2 separate regions of the Sus scrofa genome follow, and region 1 is linked to region 2. The links are chromatin contacts, called in public promoter capture Hi-C maps. All regions are on one chromosome and are shown on one strand. The core of a region is the stretch at or near the end of the contact, and the rest is flanking DNA. Distances in the headings are between cores, read along the strand shown.

Evidence for each region. Promoter capture Hi-C pulls out the DNA fragments that hold promoters and counts their contacts.
Region 1: a promoter capture Hi-C map of liver shows a contact between it and region 2, with 7 times the contacts expected there. The contact joins the promoter of PAN3 here to the promoter of MTIF3 in region 2. A contact is called at or near these places in 1 of 5 promoter capture datasets (liver) and 1 of 2 datasets of contacts at active chromatin or transcription factors (alveolar macrophages).

The regions. Positions count from the first base shown.
Region 1 is chr11:5,485,654-5,491,248 of Sscrofa11.1, forward strand. It overlaps PAN3 (PAB-dependent poly(A)-specific ribonuclease subunit PAN3), which reads left to right and starts at 1,366. Exons shown (of 21, transcript XM_021065522.1): 1 at 1,366-1,457; 2 at 1,608-2,113. The coding sequence starts at 1,684. LOC100515792 (a long non-coding RNA gene) reads right to left here and starts at 1,194. Exons shown (of 3, transcript XR_001299446.2): 1 at 773-1,194; 2 at 301-443.
Region 2 is chr11:4,876,885-4,882,914 of Sscrofa11.1, forward strand. MTIF3 (translation initiation factor IF-3, mitochondrial) reads right to left here and starts at 3,116. Exons shown (of 4, transcript XM_001926477.7): 1 at 3,007-3,116.

The DNA of each region.
Region 1 (5,595 bases), core at 116-2,615, 610 kb after region 2:
TTACAAACTGCTATCTGAATTCAACGCGAATGTTCTCAGCTCCTGCTGTTAAGGTATCACCGGGAAGTGTGACATCTTTTTTTTTCATCCTCTAAGAGCCAGTGTGTTAAGGCTACCACATTAGACAGCGGTTTGTAATAGCCCGGGGAACCCTAGGCCTCCCCAACCAGAGGTAAATGAATTCGGACAAGACTGCATCTTTATTTCTGCTTCCTTAGCTCCTAGCACGCGAAATGGGCATTAAAGACATAATACAGTATTATTATTTCGAGTTAGTCTAAGGAATATCACCAGGCTTACCCGTTTGTGGTCTATGGAATCCATTTTCCCCCCTTTCTGCAGTACACTCGCTTCTATCCGTTGTTCTGTGACCGCTTCTGCTTGCCACAATTCCTCAAACACTGCCAACAAACATGCCCCTTCCAACTGCCTCCTGAGAAGACCTTTCAGGGAGAGGAAAAACTAAAATGTTAAAACGATGTTCCCTTCAAAGCAAGTCTTTAAAATTCCCGAAAACTTCCCCCCCCCAAATATAGCAGAGCAGAACACTAGAGATCGCTGACGGAACAATTATCTTTTAAAAATGAATTTAAAATCAGGACTAGGCTGGTTGGGGGTAAGAAACCTAGCGCAGTTATAAATGAAACCTTCTGGTGCTGCCTAGGCAGCGCTGTCCCCAGGTGGCGTCTTACTTTTCATAATATTTTACCAAAGGCTTTCAGTAACATAAATAGAGAAAACAGGTGCTGCACTCAGCTGGGGGTTTGTCTACCTCAACCCTCTTTGGTTCGGGTTTTGGATGAAAGGCCCAGGAGTTCAGGCAATCAGTCCTGTAGTTCTCATCACCCTCGGCGGGAAGGAAGAGGAGGAGGGTGGCGAAAAAACGAGGGCGCGGAAGTGTGGCAAACAGACGCGGCTATTCTTCAAACAGAGCGGGGGCTTGGGCTCCGTCCCCAGGTGCGGCCCCTCGAAATGACCGCTCACGTTCCGCGCATTTCGTCTTCGCAATGAAAAAATGACGTCTGGGTTACAAGAAAGAGGACATGCAGAAAGGGAAAGCATTCGCGCCGGGAGGACTCCGCCGGCCGCCCGGCGTCGGGGAGCGCCGCCACCGACCGCCCATCCCACGGCAGCCCGCCCGCGGTGCCCCGGGGGCCGGACGCCCGGCTAGGCTTCCCCTCGCGCTCCCGCTACCCACAAGCCCCCGCGCCTGGGCGCGCAGGCGCAGCGGCGACGGCCGTCTCAGGAAGAGGAAAATGGAATAAACAACTCGGAGGAACTAGAGCGCGAGGGAGCGAGTGGAGGCAGAATTTAAAAATAAACCGGCCCCTCCGCCCTCCCCGCCCGTTCGCCGCCGCCGCTCCCCTACCCCAGCCCGCGCCCTCGAAGTCCCCGTCTGGGCCCGCGCGCCCACCCCGTCGTCCCGCGCGGCCCCTTTAAGAAAAGAGAACGAGAGAGTGAGTGAGAGAGAATCCCAACTCTCCCCCTCCCTCCCCTCCTTCCTACCCCCTCCTCCCTCCCCCCTCCCCTCCCCCCTCTCCCCGGGCGGCTCCGGCTCCCGCAGCGGGACGGACCCACCCGCTCAGGCTTTTCTCCGGCACCGGCAGCGTCTCCCTTCCCTCCCCGGTCTATGGTGGCGGCGGCTCCTCGGGCGGCAGCGGAAGACGAGGCTGCGGCGTTGCCATGAACAGTGGCGGCGGCCTCCCGCCCCCCTCGGCCGCCGCCTCCTCTTCCTCCTCCTCGCTGGCGGCGGCAGTGGCGGTGGTGGCCCCGCCGGGGGTCGGAGGTGTCCCCGGCGGGGCGGCGGCGGGAGTGAAGCTCAAGTACTGCCGCTACTACGCCAAGGATAAGACGTGCTTCTACGGGGAGGAGTGTCAGTTCCTGCATGAGGACCCGGCCGCCGGAGCTGCCCCGGGCCTCGGCCTCCATAGCAACAGCGTCCCCCTGGCTCTGGCGGGCGCGCCCGGGGCCGGCTTTCCGCCTGGAGCGGTCCCGGGCGGGGGAGCCGGGCCGCCCCCCGGGCCCAAGAAGCCGGACCTGGGGGGCCCGGGGGCAGGAGCGGCGGTCGGCGGCGGAGGCGGCAGCGGGGTCCTCGACGGACCGCGGCTGGCAAGTGAGTGGGGTCCGGACTGGGAGGGCGGCCTCGGCCTCGGGGAGGGAAGGCCTGGGGCCGGATGGGGCCCTGCGACCGAGCCCGGCCCGCAGGTCTGCCCCTCCGCCTGCCCCGGCGGTCTGAGAGGCCTAGGCCAGGCCTGAGCCTCCTTCCGTCTTCCTGCTTCCCCTCCCCATGGCCTTCGGCGAGCCCGGGAGCGAGGGGAGGCCGGCTTCCCGGTAACGTGGGTGGTGGACTGGGGTGGTGGGAGTGGGGGCGGGGAGGCAGGGGATGGGCTGTGGCGTGCGGGGTGCGAGAAAGGGGGTGTCGTTTCCGGGGGGTGTGGAAAGGGGCTGGGTTTGCAGGCACATGTGTTTTGCGTGCCCGAGTGGAGTGAAGTCGGCGGAGGGTTGCGGCTCCCTGGTGGGTGTGTGTGGCTTGGGGCGGGAGGGGAGGGCGGGCGTTGGGGCTTCCTGGCGGCGGTGGAAACGACGGGAAAAGTTTGTGGAAGGCTTCTGGGAGAAAGGTTTCCCAGGCAGGAAATGCTTTCTAAGGATTAGGAGAGACCCGACGGCAGCTTCTCTAGGGTGCTTAGTTAGAGAGGAGGAACTTCGCAGGACTTGGCTCGCAACCTCGGTTTCCCGCGAGCTGGAAGAAGTTTGCCGGGTGTCTGTAGGGATCTGTCTCCTACTACTTTGTATCAAGCGAACTCAGCGTGGAGCCTCGCAAGCGTGTCCTGTGCAGCGCCCATTTGTGTGCGGCTCTGAACTTGAATTCGGCTATCTTAGGACTGTGGGTTTTTTACTTGTTTGCTTGCAACTTTTTAGCTGCTAGTGAGTGGAGTTTACAGTGATAATAAGTGTTAAGTGTAATCTGTTTTAACGTTGTTTTAATGCTGCGCTTAAGGACAAAGTAGAGGTGTCAGGTTTTGCTTTTTTTGTTAGAGTTTCTTGAGCCCTTCTAAAATGGGCAAGTCTTAGGAATTCCAAACAGCTTTTAGATGAAATCATTTGATAGGCAGCTTAACTTGGACGTCAGAACATTTTTTGTCTTTTTAAACTGTAAATGCACTTGATGCTTGGTCACTTAATTGCTTTATGATGACTCTTAATTGTCTTCCCAGAGATCTGTGTTTTTTTTGGTTTTTTTTTTTTTTGGCTTTTTTTAAAGACGGACTTTAGTGCAGATAGAGTGGGTGAGGGTGATATACTAAGAAGATTAATTTGTAACTTAATGTGTTGTCAAAATGGTTACTTTATTAATGGAATGTTATCACTTTGGAGCAGCAACTTTGCATCTTCAAGGTAAACTTGCCAGATGTCTTGAGTTGTGGGTCAGATTAACTCAAGAATTGTTTGATTAGTAAACAGACTCAACAGTAGTTTTGTTATCTACAGGAAGAGAGGCACTTTCAGAAATGCATGTATTTGATTTAATAGGTGATATTTCTAGGATTTTCTAATACACCGAGGTAGTAGATTTGGGACATGAAAGCTAGGACAGGTGAAGATGGGAAATGGAGGAGAAACGTTCGCAGTTATTCAAAGGCAGGGATCGTTTCCTATCTCAGAAGAGGACAGCGATTGGGGTATGGGGTCTTGAGAGGACTGGCAGTTAGCGCTAAGAAAAGAAGGAGTTTTAAAATTAACATTTAGTCGTTTAACAGTTGTTAGAGTAAGTAGCTGCTTGTGTCTGTAGTGGGGTTTTGTAGGGCTTGCTTTAACTTGACTGGTAACTCTCAGTAGAACAGGCTGTGACTCCTTAATGGTTGAGGTTAAATTGCCTCATATCAGTGACTGCCAAGTCAAGGTGGTGATACAATGGCTGCTTTGAATTTTTATACTTTATTTTTAAATTTTCAGTCTACTTTCTACATTTTACAGTACTTTTGTACTGTATCTTTTGGAACTGACCTGATTTGTTAATTAAATGTATGAGGCAATTAAAATAGACAACATACCCTAAGAGCTATTGCTATTAGGAGAAATTTAAATTTTGTTAGTTGCTGACCTGATCATGTAGCATCACTGAGACTTTTTTTTTTTGCTTTTATTTAGTGCTGCATCTGCAGTGTATGGAGGTTCCTGGGCTAGCGGTCAAATTGGAGCTGCCGGCCTACGCCACAGTGCACGGCAACGCTGGATCATTAACCCACTGGGCAAAGCCAGGGATTGAACCCGAATCCTCATGGATACTAGTTGGGTTCTTAACGCACTGAGCCGCAATGGGAACTCCCACTGGAACAATTTTAATTTGCTGCTTTTTCCTCTGCTTTTCTTTAAATGTAAGAATGTACAGTATTTTTTTTTCCTTTTTTTTTTTTGCACCCCTCCCGCCCCCCCCGCCTGCATATGGAGTTCCCAGGCCAGCGATCAGATCCGAGCTGCAGTTGCAACCTACTTCAACACCAGATCCTTAACCCACTGTGCCGGGCTGGGAGTCGATCCTGTGACCCAGCGTTACAGAGACCCTGCAGATCCCACTTCCCCGCAGTGGGAACTCCAAGAATGTGCAGTATTTCTTTAGTCAAGAGGTCCAGCAGATCTTTAGATCTGTGATTAACTGGATCTGCCGGCAGAAATGTTTTGTTCGAGCTCCTTGGGTGTCTTCTGTGTGTGTGTTTAAAGGTTTTTGTTGAAGTTTACATACCTAAGGAAGAGCATACAAATCATGAGGTCTTGGAATTTTCCTGAGATGAACACATGGCTTACGGCAGTGGTCAGGTCACGAAATAGAACATGACCCGTGCCTCCGCAGGTCCTGCTCTTGCCGCCTCCCAGGCTCTGCCCTTTCCCCTAGGTAACTGTTGATTTCGGGCACTATGTTCTGACATTGTAGATTCAGTTGTCACTTTTTCATACTTTTTAGAGCTTTATAGGCATGGAATCAGAGAGTATGTGCTGTCTTTGTGGGCCTCTTGCTTTCAGCATGTGTGTGAGAGCCGCTCATGGTGTGTAGGGACAGTCTCTGTGGTCTCCTTCCTGTGTTGTATAAATATACCACGTTGTATTTTCTCATGTCAATGGAATGTCTCCAATTTTTGTCTATTACAAGAAACACTGTTTTGAACATTCTTGAATGTGTTTTTTGGTTCAAGTCCATGAATTTTGTTGGATCGCGTAGGAGGGCAATTGTAGGCTTGTAACAGGGCATGCGTAGCTTCAGCCTCAGGTAGATGGTTTCAGTTCTCTGAAGTGGTTGCACCACCTTTACATTCCCTCTGTGGAGTGTGAGTGTTCTAGGTGCTTCACACTCTCCACAGCACTTGATATTAGCCTTCTTTCAATTTTAGCCACATCGGTGGCTAAAGTGTATGGTATGATTTTATGTTTTTAATTTGCATGTGTGTGGATTGTAATTGAATTAGACGGCAACACTTACAAAAATGAAAAGGTTTAACATAGAAACACAGATCTCTGGCTTCCTATGAAGGGCAACTCTGTCTTGTTTTGGAAGCAGGACTGTTGACGGGACAAGACTCCCTTGGGTCTTATTACTGTCAT
Region 2 (6,030 bases), core at 1,866-4,365:
GCAGCTGTAGCTCCGATTAGACCCCTAGCCTGGGAACCTCTATATGCTGTGGGTGTGGCCCTAGAAACAAAAAAGACAAAAAGCTGCAAGATGTTTGTTTCCTCACCCCCACTCCCTGCCCCTGTTAAGAAGATGTAAGAAAATGAGCAATAAAACAACATAACGTCATTGGGTAAGTAGTTGAAGCTTTAAGCTAGGGTGTCCGGGATTACCCTTAACCTTTCGAGGCTGATGCAAAATAGGAAGCCACTTTCTCCAATGAGATGTCTTTGATACCCCTGTCAGATATTTAACAGACCGAATGAACCAAACCCAAATCTAAATCAAAATAAAAATGCTTATAGGAGTTCCCGCTGGGGAGCAACAGGATCAACAGCGTGTCTGTAGCGCCAGGATGCAGGTTCGATCCCCAGGCGGCCACAGTGGGTTAAAGGTTCCTGCATTTCCGCACCTGTGGCGAAGGTCACAACTGTGGCTCAGATCTGACCCTGACCCGGGAACTCCATAGGCTTTGTGGCAGCCAAAACATTTTTTTAAAAAATGCTTTTATGTCCTTATGACAATACTGATATACTTAGTCACTCCTACAACTAGTGTTTCTGAGAATCCAAAAATATTTCAAAAGCCAGTTACTGAAAATGTACAGTTTAATAGTATGAGATGCGCATTTATGATTTCGCTCAGACCTTACTGAAATCCTGCATGATACAGGAGCCCCATCGATCGGTAGTTTTAAATTCGGGGGCTAACTCCATGTTCTAGAAGGAAACACAGAATTTCACTTTTTGTTGCTCCTTACTTGAGACTGGGTCACTGAGAGACTCCACATCCTTCAAGCACTGGAGGACAGACTGGCCTCAGCCCCAGAGCCCCTCTCTCCTCTGGCTTCGGCTCTTCTCCTGCAACTCCTGCTACTTCCAGTCCTCACCACTCTTCTTGGGCCTCTTCCTAACCCCACCCTCGTCCTAGGACCACGTCAGAAGCAGTGTCGATTACCTTATTCAAATGCACGCAACACAGGGTAATTTTAGTGTTTGATCCACCCAGTCGATGAGAACTGGAAATAATTTAAACATTGGGCACCGAGTGGGCAGTTCTAAATAAACATGCGGTACCTCCCATGCTTTGCGTCTCAGGCGAGCCGAGGGCCAGGTACTGTCCATTGTCACATTAGTCTTGTGAAAATCCAGCTCCTGCTGCTCGCCACACAGGCCAAGAAATAGTTTATTCAGAAAACCAGCAGAATGAGAAGGTGGTGGACTAGTGTCCCAAAGACCTATCTCCCCCAATTAGAATTCAGGCTTTTTTTATACTAAAAGGGAAGGTGAGCCAGTCCTGGTTCCAGCCAGACTTCAGAGGAGATGTTAATTTCTTCCTTCCTGCAGCCATTGACAGGCGGGCCTGGTCAGGATGCTTCCTATGAGCTAAAGGAAGGTGTTTTGTTTATTTTTACAGCCACACCTGGGCATATGGAAGTTCCCCATCTAGGGGTCGAATTGGAGATACAGCTGCTGACCTACACCACAGCCACAGCCCCGCCAGATCCTTAACCCACTAACCGAGGCCGGGGACTGAACCCAAATCATCACAGACACTATATTGGGTTCTTAACCTGTGCCACAATGGGAACTCCTAAAGGAAGATGTTTTACCTTAATTCTTATTACCTGGGAGGCAAGGTTCCCAGAGATGGGCCATTAAGTGTAATTTAAGCTTACAGGCAACATTGCTTTAGTGATTAACTTGTGATACAATACAGACTCTTCCTTATTATAGGACTTCTTGGCCCAACTTGTATTAAAAAGTTGGAAGACCGTACAGTGAACACGCCCATACCTATCCTCCTAGACTCCATCTACCTACCCCTCTTTCCATTCATTTTACGTACCTTTTGATACATTTCAAAGTAAGGAGCAGACACTGGTACACTTCATCCTCAAACGCTTATTACTGTTTCTCCTTTACTAGACAGTAAGTTCTTTGAAGCAGGGAACTAATCTCGTTTATTCTTTTCCTGAATCATGCCTGGCACAGGCACAGTAACCAGTAGTCGGTTTTCCAGGAACCGCCCCCCGCCCCGTACTTTCTTACATTGAAGCCTCTCATAGCATGCACTTGGAGTTGCAGCTCTTTTTTGCCTTTTTGTCTTTTAGGAGGTTCCCAGGCTAGGGCGTCTAATCGGAGCTGTAGGCGCCAGCCTACGCCACAACCACAGCAACACTGGATCGGAGCCGCGTCTGCGACCTAGACCGCAGCTCACAACAACACCAGATCCTTAACCCACTGAGCAAGGCCAGGGATTGAACCGGCGTCCTCACGGGTGCTAGTGGGGTTCCTTAACCACTGAACCAGGACGGGAACTCCTGGAACTGCAGCTGTTTAGTGAGAGAATTTATTGACTTCTTTCAAGAGTATTAAGTTTTGGAGCCTGGTAAATGATAAATGGGGTGGGGGAATCCCATGATCACTGAGCAACCTCGAAAACCCCACTACGACCTCCCTGGGCTGCAGGGCGAGCGGTCTGCCCCATCTCCCTCCACCGCGCAGGCCAGGTACTGTCGGGCGGGGCCTTCCGCGCCAGCCAGACGGGTCACGTGCACCCGCGACGGCCACGCCCATCCCAGGCTCGGTCCCGGCACCGCGCCTGGGGCGGAGGGTCGTAGCGACGCTCGGCGTGCGTGCGCGAGCAAACGTGCTGCGTCCGGATAGCCGGGCCTTAGGTGCGGGGGACGGCAGGGTTGGCGGCGCATGTAGGTCTTGCGGCTCCCGGCTGGGCGGTCGGCAGCTTGGGCTCGAAGACGGCTTTACATCCCTGCCCGACCTCCGACCGCGCGGCAGGGTCTACGGGGCCTCTCCGTTGGCGGGTGGGCGGCACTGACCTTCCATGGATAGGGACAGGGGACATGGCTGAGCGCAAGGCCGCGTCCTCCGCGGGCACAGCCGCACGATCCCTTCCTCCCGCCGCAGGTCCCCTGACTCGCGCAGTGCCCTTCGCCTTTAGCTTTACCTGTACCGGGCCGCCGATTGGTAAGGTTTGGCCGAAGGAGCGCGCAAACGGGGCTCCCTTTCGCCTTCCGTAGTAGGCGGGGCTTCGGCCTGCGTCTTTAAAGGAAAGGTGACGTGAGGCGGGGTGCTTCCGGTCGGCGACTCAACGTCCGCCGACGGAAAATGTCGCTGCCGAGGGGAGTTCCCTTCGTGAAGTTGGTGCCGGCCTGGCCGGCTGCTGCAGGTTGAGCGGAGACCAGAGCATCCCTTCCCCACGTTCCATTAAGTCGGCTCCAACCTTGCTGTGGCTGTGTTCACATTAGGGCTTAGTTTTTGTGCACGTCTTTTTTTCTTAAATAACATAGTATTTTGATATATACTTAATAAACTGCTTTATAAACGTCTTCAAACGTTTAAACGTCTGTAATCGTTTGTGAGTTCGGATGCACTGTCTAGAATTGCAGGTGAGCAGACAGACTCGGAAAGTAAAGGCTCCCCTCGGTTCCCAGGTAAGCGGTCTCTGAGCCCCATCCCGGGCAGGGAAGGTCCACGTGGTGCCGGTAACCTGGGGAGCTCGGAGCAGTCAGCCTTTTAACTCAGGAGGAGACTGGCGTGGTGGGTGCGTGGTTTGCTCAGCTCTGGAGCCTTTCTATCCCTGGGTGCTGGCCTTGCACCTGGTCTCTTCCAGGCTGCTTTGAGGTCACCGCAGGCCCCGAGCCTGCAGGCCGCTGTGCCAGCCCCTGCCCCCCTTGCCGCTTCTCGGGCAAGACGTTGCTCAGTGGCACAGCGGGAATCTGTGATCGGGACTCAATGAAGCCACCTGGTTGGGTACTTGCAAATCCAGCGGGACGCTTCGCTTTACTCTCAAATAGCTTCTCAAATCACGCATTACCTGTTTCATTCCAGACGAGGAGACTAGTTCAGCTTTAAGTACCTCCTTGAGAGCAAAGACCACGTTTCCGTTTCCTCATCAAATCCATGGCGTCGAGCAAAGTAGGTACTAACTGAAAACAGCCAAGTGGTAAACCCAGAAAACACTAGATGTGACTCAAAGGCCAAGGTTAGTATTTGCATGTTGGCCTTTTCCAAGTTGAGAAGAATCAGAGATTCATTTTATCCTGCCGCAAATACTCCTTAATAGCAGGATGTGCTTGTTTGGTGTAGATCTAGAGGTAAGAGTGACCAGCTCGGTACTTGGGAACTGCTCGCCTTGGTAAGTTACCTGCTGGCCGCCAGGCACTGTTCTGAGCCCTCGAGTTGCATCAAGTCATTTAATCTTCAGGAAAACCCAATCAACCCTATTTCACAGATGAGGGAACTGAAGCCTGGACAAGTTACATAATTTGCCCAGGGTCATACAGATGACAGCAGAGTCAGGAATGAAAACCCAGGCAGCCTCGTGTCAGAGTTGGCGCCCTTGATGCTGAGCATCACTTACAAAGTGAGTGAACCAGTGGAGTTACCAGTCTCTGAAGATATTAAGTGAAACGGGTGAAACTGATAGAAGAGTTTGATACCCAACTTAAGGCTTAAAGCTTGGTAAGATCAAGTCCTCACTGGTAACTAGAGCTACCTGCCACTATGCCTTTTGCAGCCCCTCTTTGAAGGTGCGTGTGGCCACAGTAGATCTGGGCAGTTTTCTCGATGGCCGTCGTCAGATACCAGCTGTTGCTGGAAGGCGAGGGAGGAGCAGAATAGAGTGAGCACAGCAGCCGTGCCTTCAGAGAGAGAAGCAGCAGCATTTTATCCCTTCTCTTGAACTCTGCTTTGACCTCCGGCTGACATGAGATGGGGCGTTTTGGGCTCAGCTCCAGTGGGGGCAGGCATGGAAGCCCCTTGAATAAAATGATAGTCAAGCAGGCAGCTGGCTCTTTGGGGACCCCTTCCTGTGTTTATGGCCTCCGCTTGCTAAGGCACCCTTCTTGCTTTGGGGGTGTGGTAACAATCTGACGGGGTCACCAAGCCCCTGTGAGCGCTGGAACGTGTGGACTCTGAAGTGTACGGTGCGCTCCCCGTTGTAACTGTTTCTACCCGTAAAGAGCCCCACGTGTGAAAGCGCAGCTCGTTATGACTCAAATCCTGGTGACTCGAAAACTTAGACGTTTTCCACCACAGGGCGACTTCGGTGTTCGGCTTCCTCGTTGGCCCCCAGTGACCCACCTCCCCACACAATGCCCCTGTCTATGCTTTGCTCTGGCGAAGGAGTAAAGGGCATATTCCGCCTCCTCTCTCCCCACTGGTGCAGAGGGAGGCCTGGGAGTCAGTTGCTTGGCTCGGGTCACTGAGACTCAAAACACCTGTCCTCTTAAAAAGACAAAAAGCCAAAAACCTGTCCCATAAAGTGTTCTTCTGGGTGATTTCTTTCTTTTGTTTTGTCTTTTTGTCTTTTTGCTATTTCTTGGGCTGCTCCCGCAGCATATGGAGGTTCCCAGGCTAGGGGTTGAATCGGAGCTGTAGCCACCGGCCTACGCCAGAGCCACAGCAACGCGGGATCCGAGCCGAGTCTGCAACGTACACCACAGCTCACGGCAACGCCGGATCGTTAACCCACTGAGCAAGGGCAGGGACCGAACCCGCAACCTCATGGTTCCTAGTCGGATTCGTTAACCACTGCGCCACGACGGGAACTCCTGGGTGATTTCTTCAAAAGTTGTTAACACTGGGCTGTGTCTCCATGATGCCGCAGGGACAGCCACAAATTAGAAGCTAATCTGATAATCCTGCAGTGTGATAACGAGCATTTATTTTGAAGTCCTCTGTGGGGTCAGATTCTCCGCATATTTTTTGAGCTGTTGCTCATGGGTTGCAGCTGGTTTATATACCCCTCCCCTTCCTCCATTAGACTGTAAACTCCCACCGGGACCCTTGCACTGAACAGAAGGATGGGCGTCTATTCCGTGGGAGAGCCTACACGGGGCAGACTGAATCCAGGGACGGCGTTGTCTTAACTGGCCACGGCGCTCTCATCACAGCGCTGTCTAATAACCCAGAGGGTCCATTCTCCTGAGCGTACGTTTATGAACTGGTTGAAAGGGATCAAGAAGCA